Linked DNA regions of Gossypium hirsutum: all the other regions are linked to region 3. The links are chromatin contacts, called in public Hi-C maps. All regions are on one chromosome and are shown on one strand. The core of a region is the stretch at or near the end of the contact, and the rest is flanking DNA. Distances in the headings are between cores, read along the strand shown.

What was found. Hi-C and Micro-C count contacts between places; a contact is called where the count stands out from the background.
Region 1: a contact with region 3 is called in a Hi-C map of leaf, with 5 times the contacts expected there. The contact joins two enhancer-like sites. A contact is called at or near these places in 6 of 34 Hi-C or Micro-C datasets (callus, leaf and seedling).
Region 2: a Hi-C map of leaf shows a contact between it and region 3, with 5 times the contacts expected there. The contact joins the promoter of LOC107951804 here to the enhancer-like site in region 3. A contact is called at or near these places in 18 of 34 Hi-C or Micro-C datasets (anther, callus, fibers and 4 more).

Annotation. Positions count from the first base shown.
Region 1 is chrA02:83,146,776-83,151,278 of Gossypium_hirsutum_v2.1, reverse strand. No RefSeq gene overlaps it. Among protein-coding and RNA genes, the nearest start is that of LOC107951807, 5.7 kb to the right of the region's middle. Within about 2 kb of position 1,733, at least 9 of the 9 cell types and tissues checked have an H3K27ac peak or open chromatin away from gene starts, as enhancers often do. A contact at or near this core is called in leaf, where this site is marked.
Region 2 is chrA02:83,527,398-83,531,882 of Gossypium_hirsutum_v2.1, reverse strand. It overlaps LOC107951804 (lysM domain receptor-like kinase 3), which reads right to left and starts at 2,882. Exons shown (of 11, transcript XM_041084987.1): 1 at 1,639-2,882; 2 at 937-1,014; 3 at 113-412. The coding sequence starts at 2,254.
Region 3 is chrA02:83,334,071-83,338,285 of Gossypium_hirsutum_v2.1, reverse strand. No RefSeq gene overlaps it. Among protein-coding and RNA genes, the nearest start is that of LOC107952367, 86 kb to the right of the region's middle. Within about 2 kb of position 1,530, at least 1 of the 9 cell types and tissues checked has an H3K27ac peak or open chromatin away from gene starts, as enhancers often do. A contact at or near this core is called in leaf, where this site is marked.

The DNA of each region.
Region 1 (4,503 bases), core at 484-2,983, 190 kb after region 3:
ACCGGCTTGTTCTTGCAAGATAAAGTTAGGAAAAACCAATTTAAATCTATTAGCGATAATTTTCATTACCAATTTATACATTACTAAACACAAATTAGTAGGGCAGAATTCGTTGAATTCCTCTAAGCTTTCATTTTTTGAAATAAACACTAACAAAGAGTTATTCTGTTCCGGGTCAATAATGTTACCAATTAAGACTCCTTATACCCATTCACAAACTGCATTTCCTACAATATCCCACTGACTCTTGAAAAAATGCACTTGAAATCCATTGCTTCCCGGAGCTTCCAAGGGATCCATGTTGAATAAGGCTTTCTTAATTTCTTCATTTGACACTGACTTTTCCAAAAACTCAATGTCTTGGGTCTTGAGGCGAGGAAAAATGTTGGCCGGAAGATCCTTCATGGGCTTTGGTCTTTCCCCATAAAGCTTCTAGGAAAAAACTAGTTGCCCCATTTTTAAGGACGTTCTGATCAGAGCACCACTCACCATTATCAATGCGTAAGGTCGTGATACAGTTAAATTTCCTTCTTTAGACCGTTCGATTATGAAAAAATTTGGTGTTGCGATCCCTAAACTAGAGCTAGTCACACCTAACTTTTTGCCTCCAAAGAAGTTCCTAGTGATTTATAAAATTTCCAACTCATCCCGCACATCAATCTCTAATTGAATTAACCAAGTAGAGATAGAATGATCCAAGTCCTTTTGGATAGTAGAGAGCAATCTCATAAGACGTTTTTTACGAGAGCCTGTAAAACCATAAACAGGCATGTTCTATTCTTTAACATGAGAAGTAAATTCAGAAAGAGAACTAGCTATATTACCCAAGAATTGCCACTTATCTTTCACCAAGGAGGGAAAATTAGCATGCTTTGTCCAACCTGTTAAGAACCTAAAAGGTCTCCCTGTAGCCAAGCTAATATTCAGATTAGTCTTTAAGAGAATGGGCCTATGATCAGACTTAATCCTCGGTAGATAAGAAACAATGCATTGTGGGAAAGCCAAAATCCATGAATCATTTGCCAATGCTCGATCCAATCTCTTCAACATGTCAGCTTTTTGCCAAGTAAAGGATAGGCCAATGAATCCTGAATCCTGCAAATTACAAGAATCTACAAATTTTCCAAAAAAAATTACATCTCTTCCCTATGGCATAAATACTTTTTTTTATTGTTAGGTGATAGAATAATATTAAAGTCACCCATAATTAAACATGGAAAAGAATCATGAGGTAAAGCAACTTTCAAAGCTTCCCAAAGTACCTTCTTTTTCCTCCTGTCTGGACTACCATAAACAAAAGATATAAAAATGATATTAGTATAAACATTACCAGATACACAAAGAAGAATGAACTATGGGTGATTTTGGATAATTCAAATCCGAATAGATTCCTTCCAACCCATCCAAATTCCTCTTGAAAATCCAACAGCTTCAACCTGGTGAAAATTAAAAAATCCAATTTTTCAATGATAAAATTAGCCTATTACCACTTAATATCGGCTCTAACAAGCACACAATATCCGAACCATATTCGATATTATATTCACGAAAAACACGAATAAATTTACTGCTAGCGCAACCTTGACAATTCCACGAAAAAATCGTCACATTTAAATCTATATAAATTAATATAGACAAAAAATAAAAATAAAACCACCAAAACCTTACTGTTTAGGGAATTCTCCCTTATCCTGTTGCCCGATCTTTAGTGTTGGGCCACCTAAACCCAAAGCTTTCGTGGACTGAGAAGAAATGGATTCCGCCAAATGGGCCACTAATTCCTACAACAAAACCTTGGAGTCTCCCACCATTTTGAATCTGTTACCCTTTCTAAGATTAATTTTGTTGAGTGATTTTGAAAGACGTGAACCCCCATGTTTCTCCCCTGAAAATTTCCCTGCAACCCGATCTTTTCTTTTCCGCGAACTCACGTCGGAGGTCCCTTCCCTTTAGTTACTGGTGAATGCTCTTTGTGGTTCTTTGAAAGTGACCATCGAATGCCTGCGGGAATCGAGGCCATCACCCGCATTAGAGACCGTGACGTCAACAACTCTTTCCGACGGAAGCCTCGCCTATTCCATATTCTCCGATTTATTTCCATCACCAGCTATGTGCGAATGAGAGTCCGAACCATCGTTTCCACCATCCGCGATCCGACCTTGATTTCCATAAGCAACCAGGTTTCTGATAAGCTTACCAGATACTTCCATAACCCGGTCTGGCACAGCCATTATTTTGTTCTCACCCGGCCCACTATTCGACCTGTTTTCTTGTCCCGATGTGCTATCTTTCAGCAAGCTACTTCCCCTTAGGCCTTTGAATGCCCCATTAAAAGTTGTTCTTGGGTCAATTACCAGGTTGCTAGACGAAACCAGCCCATTATCTAACCCACCAGCATTATTAGAGGACTTCGAAGGGCCTGCCACATTTTTAAGACCCAACACATTAATTGTGTCTCTACTTCGGCTACTAAAGTGGCTCACATTATACATACCAGCCCCAGCACCTTGGTTTCCTTCAATTACTGTTTCTTTCCCCTTTCTTTGTCGTGTATCCTGAATTTCCTCATTCTTCCCAGATTTAATGACAACGTTACTTTCCTTTTCTATCAATGCCATAAGACGGGAACCTTCATTTTTCTTTTCCGTAATTCTAGACCCTGAGTTCGCTGAATCCCTTGATTTCTTGCGGGATCTCTTTTCCACCAACATCCACGGGTCGTAACCATCGCTTTTCTCCCCCGTTTCATCGACAACCATGCTCACAGCCTCCGTCAAAGATTCTGATGAAGGCATCGTTCTTCCAGAATTGGGTTCAGGGACCCTAAAAGGACAAATTTCTTTTACATGACCAAACTATCCATAGTGGAAACAGACCGTTGGTAAGAGTTCGTACTCGACCCTCTATATTTTCCCGTTGATTAAGACTTGGGACGCCAACGGTTTATCCAAGGTAACATACACAGCCATACGGACGAATTGACCTCTAATCCTATTGTCTGTGTTCATATCCAGTTGGGCAATCTTTTCAATTAACCCCCTATTTCTGTCAGAATTTTCCTCGTAAAATTATCCTGGTAAGCCCGAAAGTCTTATCCACGAGATTACGACACTAGGAAATGTTTGTGCTGGGTTAAAAGATATTGACCAAGGTTTAACTGTCAGGTATTATCCAAAAATGATCCAAGGTCCTTCTGAGAGCACCTTTTCACAATCCATTTTGTTTTTGAAATTTAGCCAAGAAGTAGCCATTCTCAATATCCATCAACTGGAACGGGGACGATGGCTTCCATAAACTGTAAATTTTATTATGTAACACCGAGTATCCAATGTTAGGTCCCAAAAGCTTCAGAACCATATTGTTTTCCATATCTTGAATAAGAATCTGGTGAATTCTATCAGAGAATTCGATTGAAGAAGTGCCATTAATTACCGACTTCTGAATATCTCCTTCCAGTAACTCAAATTCCTCCTCCTCTAAACCTTTCCTTCCAAGAAATAACTAGTACGTTTGTTAGATCCACCAACACTTCTCTGTTCACACTTTCATCATTATCCCTAAACTAAACTTTTTTAGGGATTAAATCATCCATCGAACCACCTTCAGAACCAGAATTTTCACAAAAAGAATCCATGCAAGAATTTTTCAAATAAAAAAAATGATACATATGCAAATTTAGATCAATTAATCTTCTCAAAGAGCTTCAGCTTCACTTTAGAATTTTCATTTTCGTAAAAACTCAATTTTCATTAAATTGGTGCATATGTAAAATGTCAATCTATATTGCTTTATATTATCTTTAATATAAAAAATAGTTTCTAATGGTCAATTTTTTCATTAAAAGAATTTCTGAAAACTAATACACCGAAATTTTAACCTTTATACAAGGAAATAAAAATAGAAACTGAGATTTTTTTTTTTTGAACAGATTAACTGAAATAAAAGGAAAGAATCTCATCACAACCAAAGGAGTTAATTGCAACATAAACACTTTGGTGTTTTTCATTTTTTTTTTTACAGGGCTTTCGCTATTTGTAGTTTCCTCATTAACCCCTATAATTTTGCTAGGTTTGTAATTTCCTCATTAGTCCCTATTTGTAACTTAAAACATTTTATTAAGGGAAATAGTTTAATTGCTTTTCTTATTAAGTTTTTTTTAATGAACATATAATAATATTTATTTATTATTAGTCTCTCAATAATTCTTTTCAGAGAAATTAAAAATGGATAGACTAAAGAGGGTGCAAGGAATTTGCACTTAAAATTTGTCATTAGTTTTGTACTTTTCAAAAATTGGAAAATTAGTCTATGTACTTTTATTTTATAAAATTTAGTTTTTCTACTTTTCAAATTTTAAAATTCAAGTTTAATTGTAACACTGTTAAATTTTTTATTAAATTTAAATTAATTACAACATTATTTTTATTTACATGACTATTAAATGAGTATTTTTTTTCAAAATACCACAACAATAAATTTTTAAAAAATTAATAATATTAATAA
Region 2 (4,485 bases), core at 1,633-4,132, 190 kb before region 3:
AGTTATATATTGTGCTATTAGTATTTTAATTAACTAATCTACTTTGTTTAGTATGTGATATATATAGTTCCATGCCAGTATTTCAGCTAGCAACAGATCAGAGTGTAATAACCATTTGGGATAGTAATCTGGTGGTTACTAGGTTCGCCGTTGGTTTGGGTCCAATTCTCAGACTTGCCACAAATGTATCTTCCTGAACCACAGCAGAAACTTGGCTTCCGAAGAATGTGAAACTTGTGAGAACTCCTGTCATCATGATCTTTGGCATGACTTCCTCGAGCTTCAACAAAGCAGCTCGATGATCTCAAGGAAACACAAACAACTATGCTTAATATAATGAGAGCAAGGCCAACACCCAACGCCCCGATGATCCATCGATATGGCACGTGAGCCTTAGGACTTACTTGAATTTCTGCACAAAAGTTAAAAATATACTACATTATATTTCTTGCACAATATCAAGCGAACTATTACTTACATTCCCCCCTCACCAAGGAGTGTTTACCAGACATTACTATAATTCACGCAACCAAACAGAACAGAGGTAACATTATAACACACAAGAAAAACATAACAGCCAAAATTTTTTTTTTTTTTTGAGAAAGAAGCGGCACTAGCAATTCAGAACTTAAACAGAGCTAGAATCCATATCTTGTTATGTAAAACTTAAAATTTTCAATTTTGACATACATCACACTGTGAAGCATGTCGTTTATTTATAGTTGTCAGCTGGTAGTTGGCATTGTACAGCTGACTTCGTTTTGCTTGTTGTACCCATCGAACATGGATGTGGGGATATGACCCGCTAAAGACACATAATAACATGGAAAAATTTAGCATGCCCATGTCAGACACATACATACCCATATTCAACACTCACACTTCAGTCCAAGTAACATGGCTTTACTTCCTTCACTTAGATTTACCAATTCATACCTGAAATTGCATCAGCTGACGGTGCAGGAACAGGTGCTGGGGGGATCTCATTCTCCACATGATACGGTTCACCAGGAACTGCAATATATATAAGCAAGCTATAGTCTAAAACTTTCTGCTATAAGAGGAGAACTAAACAGTAAGTAAATCCAACAAAATTAACAAGAGAAATGTCTATTCTCGGTACGCATTGCCAGTTGCAAACAACACACAAGGCATAATGAAAAAACACCAATTAATAGCCCTGTAATTCAAGGAAATAGATCATAAAGCAAAGACATTTGTCAATTCTAATCACAGCTATAAAACAAGAATATGCATGAACTCATTATTGCTTGCATTAATATGATATTGTTTGCATATCCGAAATCCATGACATTAGCACCTTCCCTCAAAGTTCACATTATGACTTCAGATAGAAACCAAGTAGGCTCCAGTTCCAAGTCCTTAGTATACCTAATTATAAACTATGGGCAAAAATCTTATTTTACCAACTTTGTTAACTCCTGTATTTGCAAAACTTAAAGAGTTCTCAGAAACTATGCAATTATCATCAAAATCATAAATGCCCATCTCTTGAAAAGCAACTCAATATGGATATATCCAAACAAATAGCATTCCTCATGCAAATTCCTAAGAAACCACACACAGAAAATGGTAAAAAGAATAAACAGAAAAAATTAAATGATTTTTTAGGCAAACCTGAATTCAAGGGAATATAGTACAAAGCACCAACAGTGACATTATCAGGATTTGAAATCCCATTAACTTGCTCAATACTATCCATGCTAACCCCAAATCTACTAGCTAAAGATTGCACACTGTCCCCATCTTTCATCACATAACTCATCAAGTAGTTCCACAAACTACTTGAACACCCACAAAACAGCCTCAAAGACACCACAGCTCCAATCCTTGCCGGCCTGCTAACATTTGGAACCATTGCAAGCCTATCATAAGCCTCTAAAATCATGTCATAAACATACCCTTGATTTGATCTCACTGTAAAGGTTGTGTTTGTTGCATAATTCTTGGAGGATGTCAAGCAAGAACAGTTCTTTTTTATGAATATGTAGCCATGGCTGTCCTCTCCTTCAACTGTAATGTCTTGTGGTATCACATCAAACATGCTCTGGATCACTGCTAGACTTTGGTTTCCCTGCGGCTTAAAAGCCAAAAAAGATGTGCATAATCTTGATGTGTCCGTACAATTCATGGGTATTGTAGCAGAAGAAGAATCCAAGGCATTGAGGGTTTGAACAATAAGAAGAAAGATTAATGGTAGAAGAATCACAAATTGTGAAACCTTAGGATCCATTTTTCTTGTTTCTAACAAAAAAAAAAAAAAAGAAAAGATTGAAACTTTGAGCTAAAATTAAGTGCAAAAAATAGATAAAAATAGAGTTTGATCAAACAACTCGGCCTAAAAGGGTTAACACAAAAAAAGTTTAGGACTAGATAGAGAGAAAACTAGATCAAACATAAATTAGACTTGATAAAAGTTTGAGCAAGGTTTAGCTTTTGCTGTAAATGATGAGCAAGAAGTATGAATCTAAAACAAAATCAGACAAAGAGAAGCAAAGGGTCAGTGAAGAAACTAGAGCTAAGTTCACGAAAATCCTGGCTTTTACTATTTCTTTTCCTTGAAGAGGTTAAAGAAAATGGTAGATTTAGATAGATGGTAGTAAAAAAAGAAGATCAAAGAAAATATATTGGAAGATTAGAGGGAAGATGAAAGTGAGATTTTTGCTAAGCAAAAATGGAAGGTGGGGATTTAAGCTTCAAATTTTAAGGAGGTTTGAAGGACACAAGTAGAAAGGAATGAGATGACTCTAAACAGAGCATGTTCGACTGTTTTTATTTTTCTTTTTCTTTTTTCCCTCTGTTGCGGTTGGTAACTCTTAATTCAGTCCTTCACTGTAAAAAGGGAAAGGGAGTCTCAAATACATACAAACAGGAAGCCATCCCCATCCACTTTCATAGCTATTTGCTGCCCCGCCCTGCCCCGCCCTGCCCTGCCCACCTTTCCTTGAATATTTTCGTTTTTTTTTTATTTCTAACAAAGTTTGTCCATTTTAATAAAGTTTAATTATAAAAAATTATAAGTTATTAAAATAATAAAATTATATTTTTTATTATCGTAAAAATATATTATTAAAATTGAATCTTTCTCAAAATTTCAGACTTTGCTCCGGCACACATACATATATTTATATGAATAGAAGATTAATACAATACTCATGATATGTGTTAATTCTTCGATTATATTGATGAAGTTAATTGTTTAATATATTTGTGTTTTATGTTTAAAATTTATTATGATTAAAATTTTAATAATTTATAATAATTTCATTTACATATGAAAATTTATTCTAATAACTGAATTAATGCTTAATTATCTTACTATACCAAGTCAATAAAAAATAAAAATATAAACTAAATCAAATTTATATATTTTAAAAATGAGGATAATATAAAATGCAGTAAAATTTCGAAAAAAATACTTAAATTTCTATGATTCAACTAAAAAGAATAAAAAGTATTTATTAAATTTATTGTCAAATCAACTGAATTTCTTTCATTCAAAGTGCATTTTGCAATTGTCTGCGGAATACTTCAGAAATGGTATTAAAAAATGTAGTACTTTCACTAAATATTTTTAAACCCACTTTTATTCTAAATTAATTTTTAAATTTTAAATTATTCTAATGAAATTCTTAAAGCATCTCGGTTATATTAGTTAGATTCTTTTATTATTAAAATCGTTAATTTAACTATTAAATTATATATTAAATTTTATGTAATATTATTTTAAATAAAATATTATAAAAAAAATATTTTAAAAATCTAATCTTAAAAATTTTCGAATCTTTTATAAAACTTTTATCTTACATTTCTTTTTTTATTATTTACAAGAGACAAATATGATATAACAAAATACATAAATCTCTCTCCCACACAAGAAACACTCAAAAGGATTGGAAGGGTAAATTGGGAAATAAAATTCACGGGGGCATTGAGTGTTGGGAAAAGGATTGGCACAAGTTGTGAAGAGCTGGAATTGAGAAAGATAGTTGGTTGGGCCCCGCAATTAGGCGCCATTTTTATAAGATTGATCGCCGATCATTTCCCAAACTAATCGCCTTACTTACCTCACTTATCCACACTTTCACGTTGTCGAAGTCAATCGTTGCACGTTTCAAACACCTTCGCTTGTAAGGTTTGACTCAATTTGACCATTAATTTGCTATCCTTTCGAATGATTAATATAACCTTCCATTATAATATATTGTTGGTATCATCTATATTCTATATTATAGATAATAAGGTGCTTAAATTCTAATTGTTTAAAAATAAATATTGTCTATTATTTAAATTTCAAAATTAATATTTTCTAAATTGACTTTAATTAAATTTATTTATTATCTTTTAAAGAAGGATAAAAATTGGACATTTGAATATATTTCTAAAGAAGAAAATATAGAAAGAGATCGAACGAGCGACATTTACTTACAATTAATGGTTGTATTTTTTTTTTTAAAGTTTGGT
Region 3 (4,215 bases), core at 281-2,780:
AAATGTTAATCTAAATATCAAAATGCAAGATTTATTTGATTTGGAGAAAATCTTCCTACGTTTAAACCAAACAATACAATCTTGAGGATAATTAGTGACCCAGTTATAAAAAAAAAAAAGTAGGACAATTCATCTCAAATAAACCCGACTTGACGCATAGATCATTCTCGCCTTCCAAGTTGCAAAATTACTATTATTCAAAAAATTAATCTAAGAATTCATGATTGTCGGGGAGGCAGGAAAATAACATTATATCTCACAAACTAGTTATGAAAACAAAATTTAATAGGATACCAGACATATATATTTATTATTATATCAAATTCTCCAATATCAACACCAAACACAACTTAAAGAGAACAGTAAATGCAGGGCGTTGGTCTCTTCAACCACTAAAATTTTATCCATCGCAAACTCTTCATATTTATTTTACTATAAATATTTAGATTCCTAATTATCTCTCTAAATTAGATTGTCTTCAAAACTTAAACTTACACTTCCTTTAAAAATATAATATAATATATTTTACTAGTAGAAAAATATTTTAAAAACTTTTTAAGTAATGATTTAGCAGAGGGGAAATTGAGGGCCCCCATATCATATGCATCATTGCATGTGCTTTTAGCTGGAAAATTATTTTCCAGTGCCGTGACCTAAGATTTTGGGTATGGACTTTTTGTTTATTTATGGAATTATGAAACCGAACCCCAGGATTAGTTGAACAAAGATAATAAATTTGGGTAAGGTGGTCGGCGTAGTAAGTAAAAGATGAAATATATATATATAAAATCATGAATTATCCAGACTGGATTTGGGTTGTTAAAGAAAATGGTGAGCAGGATTAATTCATATCCAAATTTAAGACAATAACAGTATGATATCTGCTCCAGAACCCCCTCCCCTCCCCCCCCCCCAAAAAAAAAAAAAACCTTGGATCCTGTCTTAACCCTTTCCTTTTCTTTATTGCATGAGAAGCCGAGTACAGAATAGTGACCCTTACAGCTTTACATTTGAAATTATATGAGTAAGATACCATATGATTAATTTAGGGTTCACACATAAGAGATGTCAAAAAGTGCAATCAATATTTTAAAATGAATGTTACATTGGATTCGAGCGTATTATTTTAATTAGTAAGTTTATTAAAGTATTTCTAAAATCAAGCTCACATAATCATCTAAATAAAATATATATATATATACATATATATAAAAAGATGTTAGAGATGATAAAATTTGAATCATTTGATAAATTTCAAATCAATCTGTATCAAATAGAATAATTTTTTTAATTAAATTAAAATAGAACGAGACAAAATAAAAATTAATCGCATCAAACATCTATTTAGGTAATTATTATTTTTAATATTTTACATTCATAACAAAACAAAGTGAATGATGGAACAAAATATACCAACTTTAAGCAATAATAAATCTAACAATATCTATTTTTACTCTGATTAATTGCCATCGTACCGAGCAAACTTAAATAAATAAGTCCATTTTTTGTTTGGAGGGCGGGCTCCAACGAAATAGATTTATATTGGGCCCGAAAATAGGGGCCTTTTTTAGTCCATAGGGTTTTGATTGAAGCAGGCCTTGTCATCTTCTAAAACCAAGCACACGTTACAAATTCATAAATAAAGTTTTAGACTCTACAAAATAAAGTTAAGAGGTTGATAAACATCTTATAAAAATATAATAAAATATTAAAAATTATATATATATATATTTAAAAAAGACATGTAATAATTTTTTAAACCTATTTTTATAATAAACATTTTTTTACTAACAATATATCAAATATTAACCTTAAAAATTATATATATAATATCCAAACTACAATATAAAAACTAAATCTGCAATACAAATACTAATACCATTTTAAACCTATAAGACGCCAAAAACATATAAAAAGATAGCAAGAGAAGTGAAAACAAAACACCTCTAAATTTTGCATCTACATCCCAACCTTTGACTCAGTATATTCAGAGGTAAGCAATTATCACCACATATGCAATATCAAGGCATAGTGGTAAGATAATAAAAATGTAATCTTTAAAATGTTTATACTAAGCATGATTTATATAAAATCTAGTTAATAGAATAATGTTTATTATTTACGTCAAGACTAAAAATTTAAAACTCAAAAAGTATAAAGACTTAGAATGAGTTAATTAAAAAATATTGACTATATAACAACCCGATACAGTGGTGTTAAAAAGTATGATTTTAGGTTTCATTTTAATAAACCGAGTCTATAGATAATTAATAAAAATATTTACGGAGTTATGCTATAAATGAATTGAATCGAGGATAAGTAATTTAGTTTATATGAATATTTAATCTAGTCCAAAGATTAAATTGTAAATTTATATCACTATAAATTTTAATTTGAAAATAATTAAAGGGATTAAAATTGCTAATAGCCCAAAAATTTTAGATGGGAATAAAAATTCCAAATTTGGGGCTAAAAAAATGTTGATATTATATGTTATAATTTATTATTTATTATAAAATAAAGTTAAATTAGTTTAAGTGGAAGGAGAGAGAAGATGTCTTCTCCATTCTTCCACGCAAGAAGAAAAAAAAGAAGAAAATAAACAAAAATAGATTTGGTTAGGTTTCAAACTTTAATCCACAAATTGGTAAGTGTAATTTATTATTGTTATTATAAATTTAATGTTTTTGAGATCGGAGAATCATAATTTAACTAATTTATGTATCAATTTATAAAATCGTTAAAGTTTTAGAAAGTTACCATTAATGGTTTTTCTATTTTTTTATGTTAAATTGATAGATTTTTAGTGTATACATGAAAAATGACTAGATTTTTGAAGTTAGATGTTAGATTTTTCACTTGAGAAAATAAAGTGGATATCAAGTAGAGTAGTTATCAGTTTTTTTTTAGAAATCGATAATAGATAGTCTAAAATAGAAGGAAATGAAGTCAGATTATAAATCGACGCCTAAAATAGAGAGTTATGCTTGTTTCGATTTTAAGAATTTAAATTGAATGAAATGTAAAGTTTGTTTAAGATAATAATTGACTGTGAATTCGGTGAATTATTGATGGTGTTATTTGTTTATGTTAATTCATAGCTATTGACAATCCGGTTTCTTTAAAAGCGAAGGAAAAAGCTAAAGTCACCGTCGAGTAGTTTGAAATTCCCTATAAGTACCACCATAACTCAACTTATCATTTATTTTTCCTTTTAATTTCATTGTTAGGTAAGTTGACAAAATGAAAGAAGTTACACATGAGTGGCTGACTAGAAATACAATATTGAGATTGATTATTGTGATAGAGAGTTAAATCATACAAAAAAATAATTTGAAACAATATAATTTATTAAAGTTACGCATTTTGCTGAAACATGAGACGTATCATGTCATGTTTAATATGAAATGAAATTTAATGGAAGAGTTGTTGCTGAGATCAATAGAATGGAAATTGAACTGAGAATGAAATTAGACTATGGGTTGTTGTATTAGTTGTTGGGCAAAGTTGAGAATAATTAATGAGTTAAAGAATCAAGTAACATAATAGTAATAATAATTGCTTCGACTATAAGTCAATGAGCGCTAGACGATTTCCTTCGAACGTCCCAACTGTGGCTTTCACAATTACTATTTCGGCTGAGCCGATGAGCATAGGGCGTAAATTGTTTACGTCAGATGTACCGATATAAAATTACTTTGACTATAGGTCGATGAGCACTGGATACACGTGCTGTGTGTCACAAGTCAAAGTTCAAAGCCAATGACCATCGCACCAAATGCAAAGGCACCTTTGGTTGCAAAGGCACCACTGGAATGTCGAAAGAAGAGTTTGAACAAAGGTGGGCCAGAAAATCAGTCCCTTTGAGGTAGATGCTATCGATTGTAAAGGAACGTGTGGGTAAACTCGAGGGATCCATAGAGGACGTAAAGGAGTTACTCGATGGGGTCGAGGATCGTATAGATAATTGAAAGGAGTAGTCCAGAAACTATGTAAAAATGTCTCTTGATTCCACCATGAATAAGGTAAACGAGTTGTTTAATTCACACAGAGATAAGTTGACAGAGAAGAACGATGCTCTCAAAGCCATGGTGATGGCTTTGAAGGAGGAAACAATGGCCACGGCAATGGCTCTAAACACAAGAATAGAGGAGCTCAAGAGAGAGCTGGCCTTGTGTCGAGCAGCCGTGGGGGAAGGAGTGTCGAGTGCAGCAC